Regions from separate parts of the Rattus norvegicus genome. Here region 2 is linked to region 1. The links are chromatin contacts, called in public Hi-C maps. All regions are on one chromosome and are shown on one strand. The core of a region is the stretch at or near the end of the contact, and the rest is flanking DNA. Distances in the headings are between cores, read along the strand shown.

Region 1 (6,764 bases), core at 1,190-3,689:
GCTCTAGCCGGTACCCAGAGAACACAACGTTGTCAAGGAGAACTTCTTATGACGTTTTTCTTTTTCCAATCTTGTGCTGGCAGTCTTTGCACTGCATGATTGTGTAGAACCTTAGACGTCATTGGGCAAGTTGTTTCAACATGAAGGATCTTTACTAGCAATGGGAAGGAAAGGACGATTTCTCACCATTAGTAATTGTCATCGGGACAAAAAAAATGCAAATCTCTTTTCCTTGGTTGCAAATATACAAGAAGGTGTGAAACAGAAGTTTATTTAGTTCACTACTATGTAAAGTCACGTCCTCCTCACATATTGACAAGAAGAACAAAGTTGAGAGTGAGCTCAGTCGTAGCAGGTAGATGAGATTCTGGGTCCCCTGCCTGCATGGAAAGTTTGTTTTGGTCCCATTTTCAGTCATGAGCCCAGAAGGATCAAGGGCACAGAGAAGACATAAAGAATGTATACAGTGATCTCATTGTGGGTGATGGTAAGATTATTGGAAACAACAAATAGGTTTTGTCAATGCCTAACTGGAGTCATACTGCTGTACCAAGAATGTTAGTAGTGTCTCCAGGGACCATCCATACAAGTTAGCTATTACTCAAGACAGATCCCTGGATTCTTCTACCAAAATGTCCCTGGCAAGAAAAATATATCAGCATCAGCCAGTGATCCTATTCTTGGATCTTCATGTTTTCTCAGATTTAATATCTAGCTCTTTAGAGGGATGTCATGGAACCAGCCTCTCATATCTGTGGAGTTAGCGACTGGATGAAAAATATCTGGAAAACTATTTAATCCCATATTGAACTTGTATGGCTTTATTGTCATTATGCTATAAACAATAGAGTATGTAACAGTAACATATTTACCTGATGCAATTGTGGTCTCAGAGACTTACTACTGAATAAGCTCATCTTTTTTAGTTCTTTCCGAACTTTGGCTGGCTGATTCAACTCACCTATCCTGGCCCAAACTCTCTCCAAGCTGACTGATTCAATCTGATTTCTCTTAGCTTCTTGCTGAATTGTTCTGATTGGTCTCAAAGTAACTCTGTCAATCTGTTCTAATCTTCTACCTCCTTCTCATTCTCTGGCTTGATCTGTCTTTACCTGTGTTTAGCTTATTCTCTCTGCAACCTTCGTACAACTATCCCTGTAAAAGTTGCCTCTGAACTCCATGAACTGCCACAAACTCCACTGCACTGCACTGCCTCTTAACTCACTGCCTTAACCCAGCTGACTGACCGAAACACAGAGATCTGCATGCCTCTATCTCCTGAGTGCTGGGATTAAAGGTAGGTACCACCATGACTGAACATAAGCTTTACTCTACTTGAAATTTGCTCTGTACCAGACTTGCCTTGAACTCAGATATATGTTTGTCTCTGTCTTCTGGGATTAAAGCCATGTCTGTATTCCAGCTGGGTCACACAGACCTAGAAGGTCTTTGGATATGATCTCTTGCCAGAGCAGCCATGATGCTGGATTAAAATTCCTCTACAGCAGTATGACTATTTATTAGTGTCTCTAGTGTACTGTGAAGGACATGTTCAGGCTACATGCAAATATTATTTCATTTTATATAAGGGATCAGAGCAGCCACAGATATTGGTATCTGTAGGTGGTCCTGGAAACAGTCCCCTACGCAGACTGAGGGAGGACTGTATACTTGGATAACAATATTCTAAGCATTGGAAAATTCTTTATTCTATACAGCATCCTTATGAGACATAGGTGCAGAGAGGAATTTTACTAGTCTCAATTTATAGGTGAGGAAAATAAAACTTTGAGATTTCAGTGGGCTGGATCCAAGACTTCTTGCAGGCTGTTTTGTTCCACTGAGATGTTCTCAAAACCCAGTTGCTCCCTCTGCAGCTTTAGGGATAAACCCAGATAGAGCTCCTATGCAGCAGCTAGTCTGTTCTCATGTGTCTCCAGTCTTCCTAGTTGCTGAGAACCATGTTCAGTGAAAAATGAGCGTTAGGGAGGCAAGTAAGCAGAAACAGCTATGTACTATGCACAAAGTCTAAAGTTGTTCCCTAAACTGCGACCTCTAACCTCTAACCTCCCCATTCATATACAAGTATTTGTGTGTAACTGCACATGAACCTGAATGTGCGTGTGTGTGCTTGAGTTCCAAGTTATTGCTCCTCCTGGAATGGCCATCAAGTTAGCTATTCTGTGTAACTTTAACTTTTTTAAAGCCTACGTTTAATGATAGTTTTTAAATGCTTTAACATCCCTTCTAGCCTACCATCTACCAGACGTAGTGGGAGTAAAAGACTATGGGGGAAGCAAACTTATTTAGAAATTGTTCTTTGGAGCAAATCCCATCTACACTGTCAGGAAATCAATGTTCAGTTCATAGGTCAGCAGTGGCAACTTGATCCACTTGCAAACACTTCATGGATATACTAGCAGTCCAGTTCAGCAGTGTCGGGATAACAGCAATAGTGGCATGACCTAGCAGGAACAGTTAGGCCTCAGCTGAATCAGCACAGGTCAATAGGAGGGACCAACAGGGAAGCCAGGAGAAGTTCTTAGCTGTGCCTCTCTCAGTGAAATGAAGATCAGCAAAACTGTGAGACCAACAAGCATTGCACAGCTAGCTCTACCAGCAAGCCAAGCCTAATCAAGCCTGAATCATTCTCTTTGTCACTGTCTGTTAAGTCCTATTTATACTCCCTCCAAACATTACTTGTCCTCCATGGGTCTTGCCTCATTATTTGTCTTGCCTCAGCTTGTAAGTCTGTATCAACTGACATCACTCTGCCAATTGGCCAAAATACACAGAAGTGGCAAGAAGCCATGACACACCATCAAAGGTTTCTTTGGTACATTTTTCTCTATGGCATCCTGACAAATGGAGTTCAGCTATGCAATGTAAGGCAGATCAATACATGCATGTAATTGGCAAAGAATCCTTCATCACATGTCCTTTCATACACTTGCCTTAGTGGAATGTCCTTTCGCTTGTGTCTACTTCAGGAAAACACCTCTTCATGTGTTTGCCCCAGCAAAGTACAACACAGCAGACTTTCCAAAGAACCCTTAAGTTTCCACTTTAACTCTGACATATGACTTATATGGAAGGAGTCTTTCTCTTTTACATATTAAATGCAACTGAATAAAGTAACATTTCGTCCCTATCATAATCCCTTGCTGAGAGTAAAAATGCTTGGATTTTTAGAACAGGCAAGAACTGGAGGTAATTTTATCTGATTTTGAATGGGTAAATTATCCTTTGACTAGAATTGGCCAGAGCAGAGCCCTGATCCTTCTATCAGAAGCCTTCATTCTCACCTGTAGGTATCCTATCATCTTTTGGTTTCCTTCCTTCCTTCCTTCCTTCCTTCCTTCCTTCCTTCCTTCCTTCCTTCCTATCTATCTATCTATCTACCTATCTATCATCTGTCTATCAATCATCTAGCTGTCAACTATCATCTATCATTCATTGATCCATCATCTGTCTCTATCACCTCTTTGTATATTATCTATCTATCTATCTATCTATCTATCTATCTATCTATCTATCTATCTATTTATCTATCTATCATGTATCTATCTATATATCTATCATGTAGTCTGTGTCTATGACAGAGAGAGAGAGAGAGAGAGAGAGAGAGAGAGAGGACAGGGTCTCCTGTTTTCCAGGCTGACTTTGAACTCCTTATATAGCTGAGGATCCTCTTTCTTCTTCTTCAGCAGTTCTGGGATTATAGGGACACATCAGCTACCTGGTTTTTATAGTGATCATGATGGAATCATGGGCTTCATTCATTTTCCTACAAGCTACATTCCTGCTCTGTTTTCACTAATAAGTGACAGGTTTTTTGGTTCTTCAAGACTCTCTTAACTCCTTTTCTAAGTCCTACTTATATTTTTAAAATTGTTCTACATACTTACCTTTTATTTAGTATGCTTATCACTATAAAAGTAAAAAAATATTTTTGATGTCAAAACTAAACAGTACCTTTCTACAGTAGTCTTTTTTTAGTGAATGATTGTCTATTTTCTAAATCATCTCAAAGTGTACATTCTTGAATAGTAATAGGAGATAAGGTAGCTTAACAATTGTTCTTTTATTCTGTGGAGACCACTGGTTCACTCTAGATCAGTCAGCTGAGGAGTTCTGACTCTTAAAGCCCTCTCTTCTGAAAAAATATAACAAATATTAGTATACCCAAAAGTACAAAGAGTATTCTCATTATCACAGAAAACCTAAGTGATCTGTAGTGATTTCTCTGAATCTAAATGCCATTTAATGACAGGGATATGTGGCATTAGCACCTGTAAAGATGCACGATATATATATATATAAATATATATAATATTTTCATGTGATCTGACAATATGATACATTCATGAACAGTCTACTTAAGGTAAGTAGATTCTAAGCAGACAGTTGTGACTTGAGATTTCCACCATACATATGTCAACCATTTCAAACAAAAGACAATTTGCAAGCTAATTTTTTTCCTACTTTGTTTTGTTTGGAATTGTTTTGCAAGGTTTTTGGGGGGATAGAGGGGGATAGGGGAATGAACTGCTGAAATTGAATGTAGAGGAATTGGGCTATTTTCCCCAGCAGAGTTTGATTTGGGTAAGGTCAGTGCACAGCACCTGCTTTTCTTTGAGAATTTGCATGAACAGCACAGTTATGGATTTATTCCGTGCCTAATGTCAACACATTGTCTCAAACACTTGCCCACAGGGAGGGCCCCTTACCATTTGTCATCTGGGACCTGTCTACTCTTCTGGCTACTCTGGAAAGCCATCTGGCTACTTAATAAAAGCAGGACAGCTCCTGAGTCTGTTCATTGAGGCCTCCGTGCAATTTAGTTTTTTCAGTCTTTCCTGAGCTCTCTCCTGGCCAGTACATTGCATCCAGCACAAGAAGTGTTCCTCTGCTATTTTATGTTTTCTTTGTTCCACATCTTGGAGTGCATATACAAGGTCTGTAAAGCAAACCAACCGACAGGCATAGTAATGCACGGAGGTTCACAGTGAGTGGGAGGTATAATATTGTGACACTAGTCATTTTCAAGTATGTTGAAAGCAGTCTGTACTCCGTGTTCTTCTGTTCTTGATGTGAACACAACTGGGGTGGGTGGAGGTTGACCATGAAATAACTGGCAACACTCTGAGTTGATGGTATCCAAGGACACTACACTAAGCTGGATTGCATGAGCCTCTGAGAGTTCCCTCAAACTTCTTTCCTCTAAGTCAGGGCTGCAACCCATCTTAAAGGCCCAGTCTTTATTTATTCAACAGTATTCCCCAACAATTTATTGGCTGCCTTCTGTGTGTTGCACAATAGGCTACATTTGGGGAAATAGTGCAAACTAAGTATAACATGCCTAACCTTTGGGGAATTTACATTCTGTTAAGAATGTGTCCAATCAACAAGTAAACAGAAAGGACAGGCAGAGTGGAAGGTCTCAGGGTCCTCTTTTCCTACCCTTCCATTTCCCCTGGATATTAACCTGTGGCCTCTCCACTATTACTCTCAGATGTGGTCCTAGGTCTGTGTGCACAGAAAGCAGGAGGGATGGAGGATTAAAAGTCCCCAGTCAATGGTAAGCTGGAATTAATGAATAAATACCTTAGCCTTCTTACTCCTTAAGTGTGAAACCTCTATGGGTATTGTTAGAAAACTGTTGCCATGGCCCAAATGTTTGTGCTCATCCAAATTCACTGGTTAAAAATTCCCTCAGTAGGTGATGGTTTCAACAGGAAAAGTCCTTCTCTTTGGAAGTGATCAAGTCATGAGAGGTCACCAGTACAAATGAAATTAATATCTTATATATACAAAAGCTTTGAAGGAGCCTGTTTAGCCCCTTGTCCAAGTGAGGAAACAAAAGCTGTCATCTGTGAAGAGTGGGTCCCCATGAGACAGCAATCCTCCTGGCACTTTCACCTTGGAATTTCTGTCTTCCAGAACTGTGAGTAATAAATTCCTGTGCTATATAAGTTACTCAGACAAATTTATTTTGCTAGAGTATCCTAAAGACATAAGACAATCATGAAATGTGCAGAAGACATACTTATGTCCTCTGGGCATGGCTTTACTCTGTATAGACACTTGTCTATTTTATAAAGATATATGACTTTTTTCTTTCAGGTTTTTTTTTTTTGGATAGATTTCTCTGTGTAGCCCTGGCCATCCTGGAACTCACTCTGTAGACCAGGTTGGCCTTGAACTCAGAGATCTGCCTGCCTCTGCCTCCTGAGTGCTGGAGTTAAAGACACGCACTGCCACCACCTGGCACCAAGATATAGAGCTTTGACTATTTAACAAAGTATTCTTTTAGGCAAATTACCAAGATTTGTCAAACTTCTCCTTTTGAACATACTTGTGGTCTGACATTCATGGAGAATTTGCCAAGATCATTTGTGTATAAAAACTTAGGCATAAAATATACACCAAAATTAACACTAAGATTAAAGGACTGATATGAAAAGAACTTAATGGACATCATCAAAATAGGAGAGAGGAAGTATTTAATTTCATCTCTTCTGTCAGTTTTTCTCTGTATGCAATGTAAGTCTTATACAATACAATAACTTACATGATAAAGTTATTATGAAAAGTACTAATAAAGTTGAATTACACTGTAATGTCCATGAGGGCAGGGATACTTATACATTTTTTAATTTAATTTTTAAATTTTTGAGAATTTTATGCTTTAGTGCTGTATTTATGTCATTTTTACACGCCCTTCCCAATTTCTCAGTGTCTCTCCCAACTGTCTCAAACTC
Region 2 (6,321 bases), core at 1,906-4,405, 76 kb after region 1:
CCCTTTACCTTTTCTACATATTCCAACAATCTCAAAATCCTGCTTTGAGTTTGATTCTTGTTAGTTATTCCTGTTTGGGTAGTCTAGATCACAGATGGGTGCCACCCTATCAGATTGCCCAGAGAGCAATTTCCTTAAATATGAATAAAAAACCTAACCTTTTCCCTTTCCTCGTGTGCATAGCCTGTGTGTGTGTGTGTGTGTTTGTGTGTGTGTGTTTGTGTGTGTTTGCGCGAGCGTGTGCACGCGTGTGCATGTGGTAGGGACTTAACCTAGATCCTTCTACACGGTGCTAGGCAACTACTTCAATACTGATCTATATTTTCAGCCCAAGAATGTGACTTCTATCTTCTACCCCCATCCCCCGAATGTAGTGTCACAAAAATAAACCTTAAAAAAAAAAAAGAAATCCTCAATGAAAACATCAACAAATAAAACCCCCAAATACATGCACAAACCCCTGCCCAGAATAAGCCCAAACTAAACATAAAAGAAATAATGAATTATCACAAGTCAATAGGTCAACTTAGAATAAATAATGGCCGAAGAAAATTAATGTAAGGTATGTAAACAGTGATTAATTTAGTTGTGAACATATCCTGAGGTTTACAAGTTTAGGCTAAAAGAAGCACAACGATTAGGCCTACCTGAAGATCTGGATCCTTCCCTTAACCTCTTAATCACTCCCTATTTTCTCCAAGATTTGCTTTGTATGAAGTCGTTCTCTCTGAGAAAAAACAACCTACCAGCCGCTGTAGACAAAACAAAATCCTTTGCTTCTTTTCAAGTTTCTCGAGTTGGAATTCAGGTAGCATAGGTAGTTTATCTCTAATCTTTCAGGTTATTTTCATTTTGATTAATTTCTTCATTAATTTTGTGCGCATTGAATGCCATAGAGCACATGTAAGCTAGAGGACAACTTGTGGAAGCCTGTTCTCTCCTTCTGCTATGGGGAACTGGGGATCAAACTCAGGGTTCCAGGCTTGGCAACAACTGCCTTTGTCTACTGAAGCCCTGGAAATTCTTCATTTCGAACACATATTTTCTCAATAAATATTTATCTGTATATAAAACATAAAGCACTTTTAAGAACCATACACATTTTTGGTAATGATTAATTGATCAGATATTCATTCCTAAAAGGAAAGGGCAATTCACTTTAGATGAAGAGGTCAAAGAAATTCATCATTGAAGGTATATTGGGAATAAGTGATTCCTAGACTCAAATCATTGGATTCTCTCAAATACATTGATGTATTCTTGTTTTCGAGTCATAGTGGGAAGAAGGCAGGTTGAGCTAAGAAGGGTGGCAAGGAAGGCAGGTCTACTTGATGGGGTGAGCAGAGTGCTGCAAATTCAACTTGTATCGCCCTTCAAGCCAGCCATCTCTAACTAACCTTTTGGAGGATGATAACTTGACCTTTGATGGAGTATAAATTTGTCTCTGGTAAACAAAAGCTTGATTTTCAATGATGCTCCAAGATTTAGAGGGAAGAATTGAATGATTAATGAAAATCAATGAAACTGTTAGGACACAATTTTAGGTTCATTTTAGTTCTCAGAAATCCTACCTGTACTGTGTGGGTTTCGGGGATGATGTCAGGACAACAATCAAACAAACAACAATAAAACAAAAAGATGAATTTGGGCCACAGTAGACCAACTTATGACTTTTCAAAGGTTTCACTGTGCTGCTCCGTACCTGCTGGTCCTGTTTCCTAAACATATTCATCTATGGTTCTACTTATAATTGAATCTCTGCCGGTGGAAGATTGGACAATCGGCTCTGGTTTGAAGTCATAAGAGAGATCTGTAAGTCTCAGGAGCAGTCAGTAAATGGAGACACAAGTGTGATTAGCCCTATATTGAAAAAGTTATAGACTTCCCCAACAATTACTTCATTACACCCCTTTTGCTTTAGTGTGACTCTAGTCTGCATGGCACTAATGTACATATATGATTAATAATCATGCACATCACAGACATTACATATAATCTCATATATTCAATACTTTAAAAGAAATTTTTGGCTCTATCTGACAATCATTCTTTTAAAATGATTGTAAATTAGTACAAGACAAAGTGCCACCACTGTGCGGGAGTTAAACACACTTTTGAAATACCTCTTAAAGAAGAAATGGAACTGAGCTGAGCTAACAGTATCTGAGGCATAATGGGGAAATGGAGAAATCATTTAACCCCAACTCAGAGGTTGAACCTGCCCTGCTCATTCAGTTCCCAGGTAAAGGACACACAACTTTTATTATTTACAATAAGCCTCAACCAGCACAAGAGTTGGGCAGATATCTACCCTGTATGCTCTTAGAATCTACTTTCCTATTGATAACTACTAGTTATTACTTACTATACTTCATCTGGGCTGCTCTTAACTCCAATTGGCCAGCTCTCAGGGCCACAGTTTTATGACTCACCTAACCCATGGAAGCTTCTCCTCTGTTTACCTTCTCCCCTCTGCCTTCTGTTTCTCCTCTGACCTCCATCCTGAAAAGCCTACGTCTCTTCTGCCCAGCTATTGGCTGTCAGCAATTTTAGTTACCAATCAGAAAAAACTTGGGAGCAAGGTCACATAATGTCACTTGGATCTACATGTGGACTTTCTCACCTCTGGGGTCTTAAGGAACCAGTAATAGCATTAAAATACAAGCAGCATCAGACCAACCCACTATAGAGAAAAAAAGCGAAGGATTTGGAGATGTTACCTAATGCTCAAAATTAGCCTGTAAGCCTCAATAGGTCAAGAACTTGGTAACTTCCTGGAATGCTGGGAGTTGTGGTTCTTGGAAAATAACAAAGCCTCATGGGAAAGTACAGTGGCCTATAGGTTTATCCCTATAAGCCTCGGCTACATGTGACTCGGGGTCATTTTGGCTGGGAAATTCCAGGGACTGGGTCTGGCCAAAGTCCATCTCTTGGTCCATAGTTAATATTTAATAATGCTTGCTTTAAATTTGGCCACAATGCTGGAATTGGATTTTTTCAGGTGAATCTCAGGATTGACAACTACTGGTGGTTCATAGTGAAGCCTTAGTAGCATATTTGAGGTCTGGCACACCCAGATGCCCATGTGCAGTGTAACACAGGTAACATACAGTGTGTGGCATAGAACACACAGCACGTTCTCTGTGGTCTAGGCTGAAAGCTCTTACTGAGAAGCAGTAGCAAAGGTCAGAGGTGTAAAGCAGAAGGGAAGATGAACTCAGATGATAGTCAGAGAATAGAACACGTTTTCACAGTGATAAGACAGCTTCTGCGTGGTATCTTTGCAGATCCTGGAACTATTTGACAGGTTATCAAGTCATTCTTTCCTGTTGAGATCTATGTTTGAAAGGATCATGAAGTGTGTGGCCACCAAGGGGAATTATAAACCTTACAAGGCTGGCCCTCAAGGGCATTTCATTCCTAAAATAGAAAAAGTCTGTGGTGTTCTATGATGACAGAAGACCACCGAGACAATCTCCTCTCACCCAGGCTGATTTGCTAAACTTACACTTCTAAGAGGAAGAACAAGAGCACGAAGGAAATTGAGAACGGTAGAACCGTTTACAAAGGAAATCAAATGAAAAGGCACCCCAATTACATGCAGTAACTGTGGTCTGAGGAACTAATTAATCATGCTATTCAGGGAAGCCTATCTAGTGCTTTGCTTCCAGAGGTCTAGATGACAAATAGAATCTTGAAGAAGAAATATCTTGTCCGCTGTTTTTCTCTACTCTTGCTTATTTTTCTTAAAGCAAAGGCAGCAGTGCACTCTGAAGCCCATGATTGAATTCTCGAAGTCAGACGATGTGTTTAGGTGGTCGCCACTGCAGAGCTACGCTACGACTCAGGGTGACTTTCAGGAAGAAAACATATTTAAATACAAAATACAACCTAGATAGAAAACCTATGATGCCATAGTCCAGTACTGAAAAACAGAGTCTTTCCCTCAATTTAGATAATTAGCCTAGAAATATCTGTGACTATCTCTGGGTTGCCAGCAACACTGAACTTGGGTGCTACAGTTCCATGTGAAAACGTAGGTCAAACAAACCCAGCAGAGGGAGGGACAAGTCTTTTTGTTTTCACTTCTTCTTGTGGTGCTCCTGTTTATATTGTAAATTCTGTATACAGGGAAATCTTACATCTGGATGTGAAAGCTCAAAAGACTTACCTCAAGTCCAGATGCTGCATTCTCTTCACCTGTGAGATAACGAGGGGATATCCAAAGAAGCAATGGCGGATGTTCTGTATGAGGCAAAGTGCCTGGAACGGTCTCATCACGCTTCATATTTGTGATTCCTCTCTCCTGTCATGCAACCCCACCCAAGCTAGACTCTCCTTCAAAGGATCCTGAGAAATGTGCCTCAAACTTATCGCTTCTCCTCTTCCTTTGCTCTCTCCCTGATGATGAAGCCCACTGAATTGGCCTGACTTTCCTGTTAACTACCTTGACTTGTTTACAGGGAGAGAAATGGTGGAGACTGCAGCACTGGTATGAGCAGTGGTACAAAGCTCAGGTAGTAATAAGGAAGCAGCAGCAGGATTTACCAGAGGACTCAGTGTCTCCTTTGTCCTGTTCTAAAGGAACTCAGCAGTACAGAGTTGGCCTCAAACCTGAATTCACAGAAGGGGTTGGTTTATTTCATTCAAATAATGGACTTCTCACATGTCTCTTACTGCTGCCTTGCCAATGCAACGTGAGCACATGGCTCCGTGGGCTCTAACCTCCATTTGGCGTTAACACGTATATCCTATGCATTGGGGTAGATGGTAGAAAATTTTTGTCAACTTTACTGGGTTGAGGATTTCCTGAAGACCTGGTACAGCATTGCTTTCAGTGTGTCTACAAAGAGGTTTCAAGGGAACAGCTTGTAAGTTAGAACTGGATAACAAAGATCTGCCCTCAATGTAGACTGATGTGATCAATGAAGGGTGCCCAGAATGAAGAAAAGCAAGGGGCATAGGAATGTGTCTTTCTCTGATCTGTGGACTCTGGAACTCCCTAATTTTTTGTGCTCTGGTACTTAAAGCATACATTCCCTGAGTCCTCAAAACGTTAGCATCAGAAAGACAGTTACAGAGCCTGCTTCCCTGGTTCTGAGACTTGGATTGTGCCAGGCTCCTGGTGTCTCTACTTCTTTAACCAATCTCTCATGTTTATGTCCCTAATATCTATTCCAGTGGCTCTTGTCCTCTAGAGGACCTTGAATATCATATAATCAAAAGTTGACCCATCTATTCAGGGACATTTTATGGTTAGGCACAGTGAGCCCAGTGCTAACATTCCAAATTCTCCCAGGATCAATAAGAATGATTTAACTGCTTTAAAAATGAGAAGAAAAAATGTGAAATTTTAGATAAGAAATAATGTTTACTATGTATTGTCAATATACTGATATTTTAAAAAGAGGTTTATTTGTTTCATAGCATGTGTTACAAATGCTTTGCCTGCACGTACGTCCATGCACCTCATGATCATGGAGATCTCAAGGGGGCCTGGGATCCCTCAGAACCACTGTTATAGGAGATTGTAGGCCCAGTGTGGGCGCTGGGACCAAATACTGCCCCTCTACAAGGGCAGCGAGTTCTATGAATGTTAAGCCAGAACCTCAGGATATGTTCTTCTTTATACCAATATTATTAGGAAATAAATGTATTTCTCTTTTTTGAAGGGTTTACAACACAGAAATTCTCAAAACCCATAGAGATCAGAGTGTGGTTGGAGGCCAAACTCTGCCACTCTTCTTGCCCTCCTCAGGAGCACTGATGTATAATTCATACCCAATGCTATCTAGACATCTATAATGGGCATTTGCTGCCCATTGACAAGCTACCTTTACAGTTTTCTTTCATTTATTTTTCCCTTTAACATCTATCTACTATCAATACCTTATATCAGTTTTCTATCAGTTAAAGCTGGCTGGAAGCAGAGAGTGTTTTGACCTCTCATACTCACTACCAACTTTCCCAAGATGATGATGGATACCATTTCTTGATTCCTCGTCTCCTTACACCTGTCTGTGAAGTGTTTGGGTTCTACTTCATTTCCAAAAGTTAATGGATTCCAAGAACTTTAGAACCAACCTAGGGTTGTGCAAATATGGAGCTGTGGCTTCAAAATGTAATCAATCTGTAATAAAGTTCTCTTTCTCATGGTACTTTTCCATTCTAGGTCATAGTGATCAATTGGAGGTGATTTCTGTGGCTCGTTTCTGAAGTGGTCTACCGTGACTTATTAATTTTAAATCCATATTCCTGGATTGGAGGGTCACAAACCAAAGACCCAGGTTTTCTTCATGATAGTGTAATATTTGACGGCCA

The links. Hi-C and Micro-C count contacts between places; a contact is called where the count stands out from the background.
Region 2: a contact with region 1 is called in a Hi-C map of liver, with 2.3 times the contacts expected there. The contact joins two enhancer-like sites. A contact is called at or near these places in 3 of 12 Hi-C or Micro-C datasets (kidney and liver).

The regions. Positions count from the first base shown.
Region 1 is chr2:34,998,207-35,004,970 of GRCr8, forward strand. No RefSeq gene overlaps it. Among named protein-coding and RNA genes, the nearest start is that of Pik3r1, 300 kb to the left of the region's middle. Within about 2 kb of position 2,440, at least 2 of the 93 cell types and tissues checked have an H3K27ac peak or open chromatin away from gene starts, as enhancers often do. A contact at or near this core is called in liver, where this site is marked.
Region 2 is chr2:35,073,691-35,080,011 of GRCr8, forward strand. No RefSeq gene overlaps it. Among named protein-coding and RNA genes, the nearest start is that of Pik3r1, 380 kb to the left of the region's middle. Within about 2 kb of position 3,156, at least 4 of the 93 cell types and tissues checked have an H3K27ac peak or open chromatin away from gene starts, as enhancers often do. A contact at or near this core is called in liver, where this site is marked.